Regions from separate parts of the Pan troglodytes genome. Here region 2 is linked to region 1. Evidence: chromatin contacts called from public HiChIP or PLAC-seq data. All regions are on one chromosome and are shown on one strand. Each heading gives the region's core, a stretch centred on a gene start, on an enhancer-like site or on the middle of the called end of the contact. The rest is flanking DNA. Distances are from core to core; before and after follow the strand shown.

Evidence for each region. HiChIP or PLAC-seq counts read pairs in DNA pulled down with a chosen protein or histone mark.
Region 2: a contact with region 1 is called in an H3K4me3 HiChIP or PLAC-seq map of stem cell-derived excitatory neurons, with 4 times the contacts expected there. The contact joins the promoter of LOC747480 here to the promoter of KCNJ6 in region 1. A contact is called at or near these places in 3 of 7 Hi-C or Micro-C datasets (induced pluripotent stem cells and stem cell-derived neural progenitor cells) and 1 of 1 datasets of contacts at active chromatin or transcription factors (stem cell-derived excitatory neurons).

What each region holds. Positions count from the first base shown.
Region 1 is chr22:38,618,468-38,624,529 of NHGRI_mPanTro3-v2.0_pri, forward strand. KCNJ6 (potassium inwardly rectifying channel subfamily J member 6) reads right to left here and starts at 3,704. Exons shown (of 4, transcript XM_016938537.4): 1 at 3,119-3,704.
Region 2 is chr22:38,821,876-38,827,937 of NHGRI_mPanTro3-v2.0_pri, forward strand. It overlaps LOC747480 (Down syndrome critical region protein 8), which reads left to right and starts at 3,909. Exons shown (of 6, transcript XM_003949171.5): 1 at 3,909-4,074; 2 at 4,781-4,880. The coding sequence starts at 4,801. It overlaps LOC129138317 (Down syndrome critical region protein 4), which reads right to left and starts at 3,835. Exons shown (of 3, transcript XM_054675299.2): 1 at 3,613-3,835; 2 at 2,808-2,909. The coding sequence starts at 3,740.

The DNA.
Region 1 (6,062 bases), core at 2,454-4,953:
AAACACACTGCTTTAACCACATCCTGAGTGCTCAGCATGCAATATCTTTAGAAACAACATGTCACACTTGGAAAGCCCAGCAAGGAAAACCAGGATCATAACTTGTTTACCATTAAAAATAACAAACCAGAACCAGCTCAAGACCTCATGCACAAGTGCATCCACAAAACAGGAAAGCAGCCAGGGATATTGTTGAAGCTTTATCAACATTTCCAACCAGTTGCCAAACCTTGACTGGGCTCTGCAATTCAAAGTATACCTTGTAACACCTGGATGGCACTCTTACAGGCATTCTATTTCAAATATGACTGTCACCTTCCTGTATTATTTTTCCTCTTCATATCAGTGACAGTTGTGGTGGTGGGGGACCTACTACCAAGGATGAGAGCAGGGCAAAGACCAGCTTCTCGTAAAGTGAGAGCAGAAGGGCTTGATGGACTTACCTGTTTTCCCTGTATGAATGTTGAAATGGAACTTGAATGGTAATAAATCCTCCCCTCCTGCAGTTTCTTCCTTGTTTGTATTAAGAGAAGTGACTCCTCTCGGTTTCCTACGACTGCAACCTAGGAAATGTAGCCACCTTGCTCACACGCAGGCTTGAAGATGTGATCACTGGCTCTCATCTTGCTAACAAACTCTCTCTCCTTTTCGGAAGCTCACCAGTGTTGTTTTGATTCCTTCCAGTTCTAGACCGAGAGGAAACTATATCTCCACCCTCTTCAGTCCTAGGACCCTTAGAAAGAACTTGGTTGGGCCGGATACGGTGGCTCACGCCTGTAATCCCAGCACTCTGGGAGGCTGAGGCAGGCGGATCACAACGTCATGAGTTCGAGACCAGCCTGACCAACATGGTGAAACCCCGTCTCTACTAAAAATACAAAAATTAGCCCGGTGTGGTGGTGCGCGCCTGTAATCCCAGCTACTCAGGAGGCTGAGGTAGGAGAATCGCTTGAAACCGGGACGCAGAGGTTGCAGCGAGCCGAGATCGAGCCACTGCACTCTAGCCTGGGTGACACAGCGAGACTCCGTCTAAAAAAGAAAAAGAAAGAAAGAAAGAAAGAAAGAAAGAAAGAAAGAACGAACAAACTTGGTTGGCTGGCCTCTCGCTGACCAGGGTGCTTCCACAGCTCCCTTCTGCCATCTATGCCCAACAAAAAGTTAAAGAGAAGAGCGTGAGAGGGCAAGGGATGCATGCTTTTGAAAGCCAAAGGGACTCAGCTGAAACTAGCAACCCTCGTCAGAGGCGGATCGGTGTGTGTGTGTGTGTGTGTGTGTGTGTCTGTGTGTCTGTGCGCGCGCGCGTCCTTTTTCTCCCCCTGAGGACAGAATCCTGTCTCCACTCTCAGTTCAGCTCAGGTCTTTCCCTGTCCCAGTGTTCTTGATTCTGAATAGGCCCTCTGATGCACCGCCATGCATAAAATGGATGGTTTGCAAGCTTCTTTGCCTCACGTAATTCCGTGGGTAATTTGATATCCAGATTCTGCACGAGCCAAAGACTCATTTATTTATAGAAAGTGATTGACCTCCAGCGACCAAAGGAGTGGGTACTGCTTGCTGGGGGCTGCAGACAGGTGAGGCTGCACCCTCGGCGCCTGGGCTCTGGCCTTGGTGCTGAATCCGGAACCCGCTGGGGAACCACCACCTCGGCGGCCCCCAGGCAACTTTCGGGAGGTTTCAGGGGCACCCGGCCAGCTCTGGGCGCCCTCTCGAGCGTCGCCGTCAGGGAGTTGGGCACAACCGATGCCCTGGGACCCGCCACAGGGCACGCGGCTGGCGTATTCCTTTGCCTGGAGCCGGGAAAGTTTTGTCCAATTTTTTCCCCCTATAACTGGAGCTGCGGTCTCCCCTCCCACCTGGGTCGCCATGGAGACTCGAGCTCTTTTTCTTTCTCCAGGCAAAATGGGCGAAGCTCAGTTAGCTCAGCCCTGACTGTAGCAAGCCCTTTTTTCTCCCTAAGCAGTTCCTGGGCATCACCCTTTTCCGTTTTTTTTTTTTCAGCAAAAGAAAGGCAGGCAGGGAACAGGGCTAGCAGGATGTGGCATTGCTCCCTGTACCGTGGGGCTCCCCGGGACCGACAGACTTTGGATAACAGCAGTTGGGAAACACTCTAAACATATAATACATCTCCAACTCCCAAACACTGGAGTTGTGGGTTTTTTTTTTTTCTCTTCCTTTTTTGGGGGGTTGGAGGCGGAATTCTTTGGAAAATTCTGGTATTTTTTTTCTCCACTAACCTCACCCTCTGTGGCTGTTTCTATTAAGATATATTTTCCCCCTGACAATCTCTCCATATTGCACCTAGTACAACAGATGTACCTGTGGATCCACTGGGCTTTTATTGGGTTTTGGGAATACTGATGTTATTTCACTTAAAAACTAATCCAAGCTTAATGTTTTGATGAAAATGAAAATATATCCACAGGGAAGCAAATATCCACAGCCACCCAGTCCTCTAAATGCCACACACATCTCATTTTATCTAAAGCGTTTTTTCTTCCCTTCCAATTACAAAATAATTCAGTTTACTCCTAGGGAGATCTTCCTATTCACTGTTTTTAGTCATGCTAGCACATCTTCGGTTTTAAGGATAGAGAACAGTTAGGAGTTACAGTATTCTGTTTCCCATTCTCCGCATGTTTCTCCCCAACCCTCACTTTTCCTCCCTCTCGTGTTGTCTCCTCTCCTCTCCATGCAAAGCAGAACAAGAAGACTGCCTTCCACAAAGACAATAGGCTTTTCCCAACTGTAAATGACTACATCACAAGCTGCACCTGTCAGTTAATCAGTGCATTTAGTCTTTGCCAGCGGATGTTGAAATGATGTCTGCAATAACTGACTGGGTTTCTGCGAGCCCAGGGATGCAGACCCCTCCTCCCCCCGCCCCCCGTGCGAGTTTCAGTCGCTAATGAAAACCGTATGAAACAGATTCCCCTTCTGTTATGTAACCGGCTTCTCCCTCGCCTTTCGGCTGACTTGGGCACAATGTTTCTCATGAGAGTGGAGATGCCTGCGGCGACGGCGGAGCTGGGGAAGGGGACGCGGGGACCCGAGAGCACGGAACGCCTCGCCCAGGTGGACGCCAGCTCCTCGCCTGCGAGCAGCTCAGCGCACCGCTTACCTGGCTGCGGACGGGGTGGCTTCACTCAATCATGATCTCCTCTCTTGAAACGGAGCAAGACTGAACAATTCACTACACGACGGATGGCGAGGGAAGGAAATGCAAAAAAGAAAAGGAAAAGAAAAAAACTGGAATCAGATGGTCAAATTTCACATCAGCCCCGAGAGGCTGTTAGGAGACTCCATTCTGCTCGCGGCTGCTCCGGCTCCAGGTCCGGCTTCCCGGCGTCCGCGGGTCTCCACCCCTCCGCCCGCCCAGCCTCTCCAGCCAGGTGCGGCCGTCTCCGGACTGGCTCCCTCTGGCCGAGCGCGGAGAGCAGGGCTGGGCGCTGGGGCCAAAGGAGGGGCGGAGGGGCGCGCGTTTGGGCAGGGACGGGGGAGGGAGACTGGGTGGAATGAAGTGGGGAAAGATAAGAGTGGCAGAAGAAAAAAAAAATCCCCGGTTAGGAGAAAAGTGGTGGACCACGCAGAGAGACGTCATGAAATCCGCAGATTCAATGAATGCTACTCAATTCCAGCCGACTGGCTGAGCCCCGCTGGCAGCGCACGAAGCGACGCGGCTCCGAGATAAAAGCGAGCGCAGCGCCGCGTGCTGGGGAAAAAGCCGCACAGCGCCGGCGCGGTCCGGGAGGAAGGGGCGGGGGCGAGCAGGACAGAGCCACAGACCCAGAGACGCCCACCCCGCCGCCCATGCCAGCTAGCGTGTCAGCGCGCCGAGGACCGGGCTTGGTGGGGGCGGGCTGGGCACAAACCAACGTGCATCCCCCGCCACTGGAAACGTGGGTGCTCCATGCTGGGGGAATCTTTTGGGTTTCGGTCCCCGACCCCCCAGTCCCAATCTTTCTCCCCGTGCCACTAAGTAAGTTATTCCCGGAGAAACGCCTGGAAAGCAGGAAAGAGCCGAAGCTCGGGGAGCAGTTTTGTCTGCTGGTTGTAGGGGTTCGGCTTTTAGGGTTTTGTGAGATAAGGAAAAAGAGGCTCTGGGCACTGCCTCCCACCGGGCTGAAATCCGTGAGAGGCAGCCCCGGCGCGGGAGCCGGAGCCTGCACCGCCCAGAGGGGGCGCAGCGAGCAGCCGGGACGGAGGGGAGGGGCCCTATCCCTGAGCTTTGCTTGCACCTGGTGGCGCCCCAGCCTGCTGCCCCATTCAGTCCCTTCTGTCCTGTCCACTGCAACTGGGAACTGGTCCCGGCTGCTGCATCATCACCCCACCCTTATATGATGTCTCTGGGGTCACTGGAGACAAAGAATGGCCTTTTCCAAGAATGACCCAGGCTGCCTTCAAAGTTGAATTTGTCAGGATAAGCCCCTTAGACAAAGGTCTACTCCACTCTTTGAATCTAACTTGCTTTGTGCTGTTATTCCAGGGGCCCCTCATAGTGCTCCCCTCTTGCACCCCCTCTTTTTCTTATGGTCATCAAAAACAATGGTTCTACATCTCCAAAGTCTTTCCATAAATTGCTTCTACCTATGAACAGAACTCTCTTTTATGCTGTCTTTTTCCTAGGGATGAATGGATTGACAAATTGTAAGAGCAGCGAATACCATTGGCTAGTAATTTTATAATGGCCCTTTCAATAACTGGCTATTCTTGTGCTGCTTTATGAAGTGGCTTTCCTTCCACAAGGCACAGAATCTCTACCTCAAAGAAGGTGACCTTATTTTAGAGAGAAGGCTTATGGAAACCTCTTATTTCCAAGATTATTTTATTCTACATACATACATTTTAATTAGCAATTCAGGTCCCCTCAAGAATGCTGTCTGCCCTCTAAAAATGACTGTAATATGGAGAGGTGTTTGTGTCAATTTGCATCCAAAGTCATGTAAAAGTCAACCGTACACACAGCCTGTGAGCTTGTATTTGCTGTTGATTTTCCCTAAGAGGTTGTAATCTGACTTGCTATTGCTTCTGAGTCATATATCCCATATACAGAAGATATGAGTATGTGTCATATCTGTAGTATGTGTAATACGTGCTCCACAATGCCTGCTGGATCTAGTGATAGTGTTAGAAAGAAACAAAGAACAACTGAACCAAACAATCCCTGAGAGACCAGGAATACAAATGCAAGATGCAGGATTTCGGTGGACACAGCCTTAGAACATTAAAAGAACAACCTATGTTGACTATAGTTGTGTAAAGGGCATTCTGTTTAATCTGTGAAGCTGCTATGGGTATGCCTGCTAATTTTGATGATATATACTTTTACCAGTAGAATGATTTCACAAAGTGTCTTTCTTACAAGATATTAGACTAAATAAGAAAGTCAAGAGTTGGAAGTAACCTATTTGTCTCCTTCAAATACTTTGAAAACTCCCCTACTTGAAACAGCTGCTGGGGTGATGTGGGCAATAGCACTTTGTGAATGGCATAAGAGCACGTGTTGAATGAGATGGATCCCATTAACACAGCCTGGGATTTGATAAACACCAGAGACAAGAGCAATTGGCTTAACTGAATTCATTCATTTATTCCGTAGAGTTCTGATAAAGTGATCTGCATGGGTGTAACTAAGAAACTGCAGCCACATCTGAAAATCAGGCGAGCTGTGCTTCAGAGCTGCAAACTGTGGCTCGTCTGAGCTCCTGAGAGCCCGGTCTCTCAAACTACATTGTGTTTAGCTTGTCTGAAATCTCACTTATATATCTATTTTATGATTTCAGATGAAGGCAAGGCCTGGGGGAGAAGATCTTTCAGGGTAAATCAGTGCTCCAAATCTCACAGTGACTTTTATAATTGATTGATTATGTCATACAGATGAGACTGGTTTGTCTCCCACATATAAAGCTGTAATGGAGACTTATTAGCTAGTAAAATTAACAAACTGAATTATCTTGACGGGGTGTCATTTGTTTTGGGTAATCTTGTTTTTCTCTGTCATTGATTGCGGCAATTTATAAACCATTCTATCTTCTTGGCCCATGTGTAGATCTGGCCTTGCCTTA
Region 2 (6,062 bases), core at 2,659-5,158, 200 kb after region 1:
GAAAATTGATATGACAACATGAAAGAAAACCTTTTATATTTCAAAAGTCAGCTTTCAGTTTTTCCCAGTAACAGCCATTGTTTCTAACCTTGGGGTCTAAGTTTCCAGGCTTGTATTGGAACAGGATTAGAAAAGGAATTATACTATACATTGGGTGACTGTGTCATCACCCTCTAGGATGATTTCTTCTTGGAATGAGACTTAAGATACCATAGTTCTACTTCCATTGTGCATTGATACATTAAGTCATTTATAACATTTCCCAAAACTCCAATCTGGAGAACTTTCTCTATCACCAGGGCATTGCTTTGGAATTCAGGGAGGCCTGAGTTCTGGATGGGAATGGGAGTGAGATGGTCCAGTGAATGTTAACAGTCACTATTATTATCCTTATTTTACAGAGGAGGAATATTCTGCTCCTTTATGAGCCAACATTTACTTTCTCTGAATTAAATGTTACTGGTTTCTTATTTATAGAAAGCAGAGATTGACTGGGCACACTTTCCCCCACAGTTTCCAAGACTCTGTAATTATATGCAAAATAGTAAAATTAAATTCAATCTAGATGAATCCATATTTCAATAAGGATATTAGTGACTTAGGTCTAAAAATTAAAATTAGACTCGTTAATCCTGTCATGCTTTCCATTCAAATGTTTTTCCTAAACAGCAACAACAACAAAAACCTGATTTCCTAATAGTCCATTTAGCTTTTATTTCATGCCATTTACAAAGTTTAGGCAACATAAATGCACTTTATGCATATCTCTGTCCCATATCTCAGTCTAGATAGTTGTCTAGATAATTTTCTAGACAACCTAGATAATGATAGGAAGGCTGAATGGCAGAGCAGAAAAACCATGTCTTCAGGGTCTGAACTATTGAGAGTAAGTATCATCTCCACCACTTAACAACTGTACAACTCTGGGAAGATGTGCTGGGCAAGCCCTTTCAGTCTTGTAGGCTTACCCAGTAGTCAGGATTTGTTGCAAGAATACAGTGCCAGCTGTGCTCCAGCCACTGCTCTCAGGGTACTGTTCCCTTTCTCTTTATATGTTCTGATATTTCTCCCATAGCTACCAACCAGCCCATTCTTCCAGTCTTTCTCTGTTCAGATGCTAATGGGAGAGAGTTGATGGTCTTAGATAGTCACCATAATCCCTTTAGAGCAGAGATTTGTTGTAGAAGCCAGGCCACTTTCAAGGACACAGGCTGCCTGATATTCCGGCTGCCCTTGGGTCAGATCTCATCCCTGGCCAAAGTGGTGCCACCACTTTCTCAATGATTGCTTAATTCTCCCTCCTTCAACATGCTTTAGAAGGCAGCGTTTCCCTTAGAGGAGCACAGTGGGCAGGGCAGCAACAGTGGATGACGTGCGTATTACGGCACTGCTGGGTATCATCATAACCAACATGAACATGTGGCTTGTTCTTACAATGCGCCAGACGTCTCATGAAACATTCAACGTTTCTTAATTCACCCTCACAACCAGAATGAGGTAAGTGTTGTTCCTATTCTTATTATTTGATATTTTATAGATAAAGAGAAGCTTACAGCACGAAATAACTTTCTCAAAATGATAAGATCAGTAAGCGGAATATTCTTTTTTTTTTTTTTTTTTTTTTTTGAGACGGTGTCTCGCTCTGTTGCCCAGGCTGGAGTCCAGTGGCGCGATCTCGGCTCACTGCAAGCTCCGCCTCCCGGGTTCACGCCATTCTCCTGCCTCAGCCTCCCCAGTAGCTGGAACTACAGGCACCTGCCACCACTCCCGGCTAATTTTTTGTATTTTTAGTAGAGATGGGATTTCACCGTGTTAGCCAGGATGATCTGGATTTCCTGACCTCGTGATCCGCCCGCCTCGGCCTCCCAAAGTGCTGAGATTACAGGTGTGAGCCACCCTGCCCGGCCAGTAAGCGGAATATTCAATTGGATTCCAGAGTTTATGCTTTTAGCTATCAAGCTATACTCTTTCTCACTATATTTCCCTGAGCTTTGGTTTCCTTATCCATAAAATTGGAACTGCACTGCCTGTTTGCCTTTAGAGCTATAGGTAATAAATGTTATGCGTTTATTATGGTAAATAACATGTAGTAGAGCAAAGCATGGAAATTCAGGAAGTAACGAAGAGCAATCATAAGAATGTCTGTGGTAAATCTAGATAAACATTACTTGTATACACATTTACAGTAGCGCCTTTAAAACACACACCGATAGCACTTTAGTAAGTCAAGAATGCATGTTGCACCAATTAGAGAAAACACCAATTTTTAAAAAAACATATAAATAACAAGCTAATAGAAGAAGAAATGTAATTAGAAAAATTTAAATAAGCCCAAAAACTTTAAGGAAGGACAAAAAAAAATCATAGAACAGAGAAAATAGGAATCAATGGTAAGATGGTAGATTTAACCTTGAATTACAGTAAATATAAACAGACTAAATATTCAAATTGAAATATAAAGCTCATCAGAGAAGGTAATAATATCAAGCAAAGCTAAACAAGCTGCTTACTTTAAATATAAAGATATCGACAGGTTGAAAGTAAGGGATGGTAAAACTACTATGCAAAGCAAAAGTTACAAAACCAAAGCAAAGACTGGCTCGTTTCAGAATAATCAACGTTTCAGGTTTAATATGAAATAATCGTAAATTTGTTTATACCTAATAACATAGCCATAAAATAAAAACTGACAGATAAACAATCATGTTAAGAGACTGTATAAGCCAGATTTCTCCAGAAAAACAGAATCAAAAGGATATATACATTAAGAATTATATCAAGAAATTTATTTTAGCATATTGGCTTACATGATTGTGGGGCTGGCAAGTCCAGAATCCGTAGGAGAAGCTGGCAGGCTGAAACTCAGGCAGGAAACGATGTTGCAGACTTTAGGCAGAATTTTTTCTTCTCTAGGAAAATTCAGTTTTTGCTCTTAAGGCTTCTGATTGTATAAGGCCCATTCACAGTATGAAAAGTAAGATTTATGTAAAGCCAACTGATTGTAGATGTTAACTACATCTACAAAATACCTTTGCAGCACTACCTAGATTAGTGTTTGATTAAATAAATAGGCAGTAAAGGCCGGGTGCAGTGGCTCACGCCTGTAATCCCAGCACTTTGGGAGGCCGAGGCAGGAAGATCACTTGAGGTCAGGAGTTCAAGACCAGCCTGGCCAACATGGTGAAACCCCATCCGTACTAAAAATACAAAAATTAGCCTGGCTTGGTGGCGGGCACCTGTAATCCCAGCTACTTGGGAGGCTGAAGCAGGAGAATCACTTGAACCCAGGAGGTTGTAGTGAACCGAGATCGCGCCACTGCATTCCAGTCTGGGTGACAAGAGCAAAACTCTGTCTCACCACAAAAAAAAAAAAAAAAAAGGCACTAAAGCCTGGCCCCCATGACACAGGAAACTAATCGTCATGGAGACTTTATCCACACTTTTGAATATATGTTACATTACAACATTAAAACACACACACACACAAAATCATAAAGCAATCAACAAAATTAAGCTGAATGCTTCGTAATTGCTGGATTCCCTGGGAAGCTGACTCTGAGATGGAGATTAGCGTGCAGGACATTTCTTACGGGTTGTTCTTGGGATCAATACCTGTGGAGAGGAGAAGCTGAGGCAGGATCGGGAAGCGGGGAAGTAGAGTGCAATGCTGGTGAAGCGGCATCACTGTCTGGGGTAAATATCCGGGGTTCATCATCTCTCGTCAAGATGATTAACGACATGGACACATATGGGTGAGTTAAGAAGCGGAAAGTTTAAAAGAGTGAGGAGACCAGCTCTCAGACATCCTTAAGGGAAAGGCTGGCCCGTGACTGACGGCAGCAGGTTTTACGGGCAGGCTTGAGGAGGCGGTGTCTGATTTACGTAGAGCCCAGAGATTGGTTCGACCAGGGGTGACGTTTACGTAGCGCTCAGGGAATGCTGGTCACCCCACCCTAATCTTGTTATGCAAATAGGCTTCCCACTTGGCGGGTGCTGTCTTGTCCACTCGTTTCTGTACACATGGGTGGCAAAAAGAGAAGATGGAGCTGCCATTTAGAACATGCCTAATCCCAGGTAGTGTTTTTTGTTGTTGTTGTTGTTGCTGTTGTCGCTTTTTGAGTCGGAGTTTCGCTCTTGTTGCCCAGGCTGGAGTGCAATGGCGCCATCTTGGCTCACCACAGCCTCCGCCTCCTAAGTTCAGGCGATTCTCCTGCCTCAGCCTCCTGAGTAGCTGGGATTACAGGCGTGAGCCACAGCACCGTCCCCAGTATATTTTTATTGGCACAACTGCCGGCATTTGCCTGTGCAAGCTTTCAGCTTGCTTGTCTGTGTCTGCAGCTCGATTTTCCAGGTTGCTTTTTGTTAGAAAAGAAAATGATTTGGGGGCTGCTTTTCATTAAAAGGAAGACCTTACTGAGGACTCCCATACCTTCACTATCTGCCTAAGTACTTTCTTCTTAACTCCTATATCACTGGGTCAGCAGCAACCCCAGTCAAACCTCAAGGGAGACGGGAAGATGGGACGATCTGTCAGAGGTATGCTGAGTTGAGGCAAGAGGGCCGACCTTTATGGATTGCCAATCCGTGACTTCTTGGAAGTGGGGCAGCCTGGAAGGAAATGTGGCCTTAGGTGAGGCAGCTGTCTTCAGAGGAGGCAATTTCTTTGTATCTGGAGGGGCAATTGTTAGTGTTCCCCTGGACTGAAGGGTGAATTATGGAGAATGGAATAGAACGATTTGTTACTATGATTTGGTTGATGACTTATTTCCTGTTTCCTTAGCTTCATCTTGCTGAGCAAAAATGAAGGAGCCTGGACCCAACTTTGTTACTGTGAGAAAGGGTCTTCATTCATTCAAGATGGCATTTGTTAAGCACCTACTGTGAGTAGATGATCTCCTGTCAAAGACAGTTAACAAATCCTCGGAATATTGCTTCATGTGCAGTTATTGGAGATGAGTAACTTACATTCTCTTAATTGTAATGGTTCCTTGGAAAGTCATCGTGGAAAATGAAGGCTGGCTCATACATTTTCCCAGACAGGAATTTGGCTGCCAACAGGGAATTCTAAACAACTAAAAACTCCAGATGATGAACGCACAACATAATGATGGTTAAATTAAAAAAAAAAAAAAAGAGCACGGTAATAAAATTTCCGTGAAATATTTTGTGTAAGCGCAGATAACCAGTCATTTTCTTTGTAGAATTCTTATTCGTAAATAATTTAGAATACTTTCTTCTTTATAATATATGATGGGCAACTATAGTATGATTCTTCTGAGTGACTCAGTTCTTTTTTTTTTTTTTCCACATTTAATGACTTTGTTTCTCCTAAGTGAATGCACAGATAGTATATTAATCAGGGTTCTCTGGAAAAACCAGAACCAATTTATTATCAGGTACTGGTTCATGTGATTGTGGAGGCTGAGAAGCCCCATGATCTGCTCTCTGCAAGCTGGAGACCCAGGAAAGCTGATGAAAGTCAAAGGCCTAAGAGCTGGAGGGCCGATGGTATAGATTGCAGCCCAGGTCTAAAGGCCTGAGAACCAGAAGCACAGAGGGCAGAAGATCAATATTCCAGCTCAATCAGGCAAAGAGAAAAAGTCCTCCCTTCCTCTCCCTTTTTCTTCTATTCTGACCCTGGATGGACTGGATGAGGCCCAGCCACATTGAGGAGAGCCATCTGCTTTAATCAGTCCACCAACTCAGATCCTGATCTCTTCCAGAAACACCTTCACAGATACACCCAGAAATAACATTCAGCCTGTTAGGAGTATCCCATGGCTCAGTCAAGTTGACACACAAAACCAACCATCACAGATACACATCAAAGTTAAATAATATTAACACAGACTTTGGCAAGCTGTATTTTAAAACACAGTAGGTTAGTGAGTCTGGTTTAAGAGCACTAGATGAAACCACATATAAGGATGTTTTTCACATTCTGTATCTGACCCTTTAGACTCCCTGCCCTCCTCCCCACCATGTTCTGAACCCCAGAACACTGACCTCTACGAACAGCCCCACATGGGCTCTGTTACCCTCTGGCTTCCCATTGGCCCATG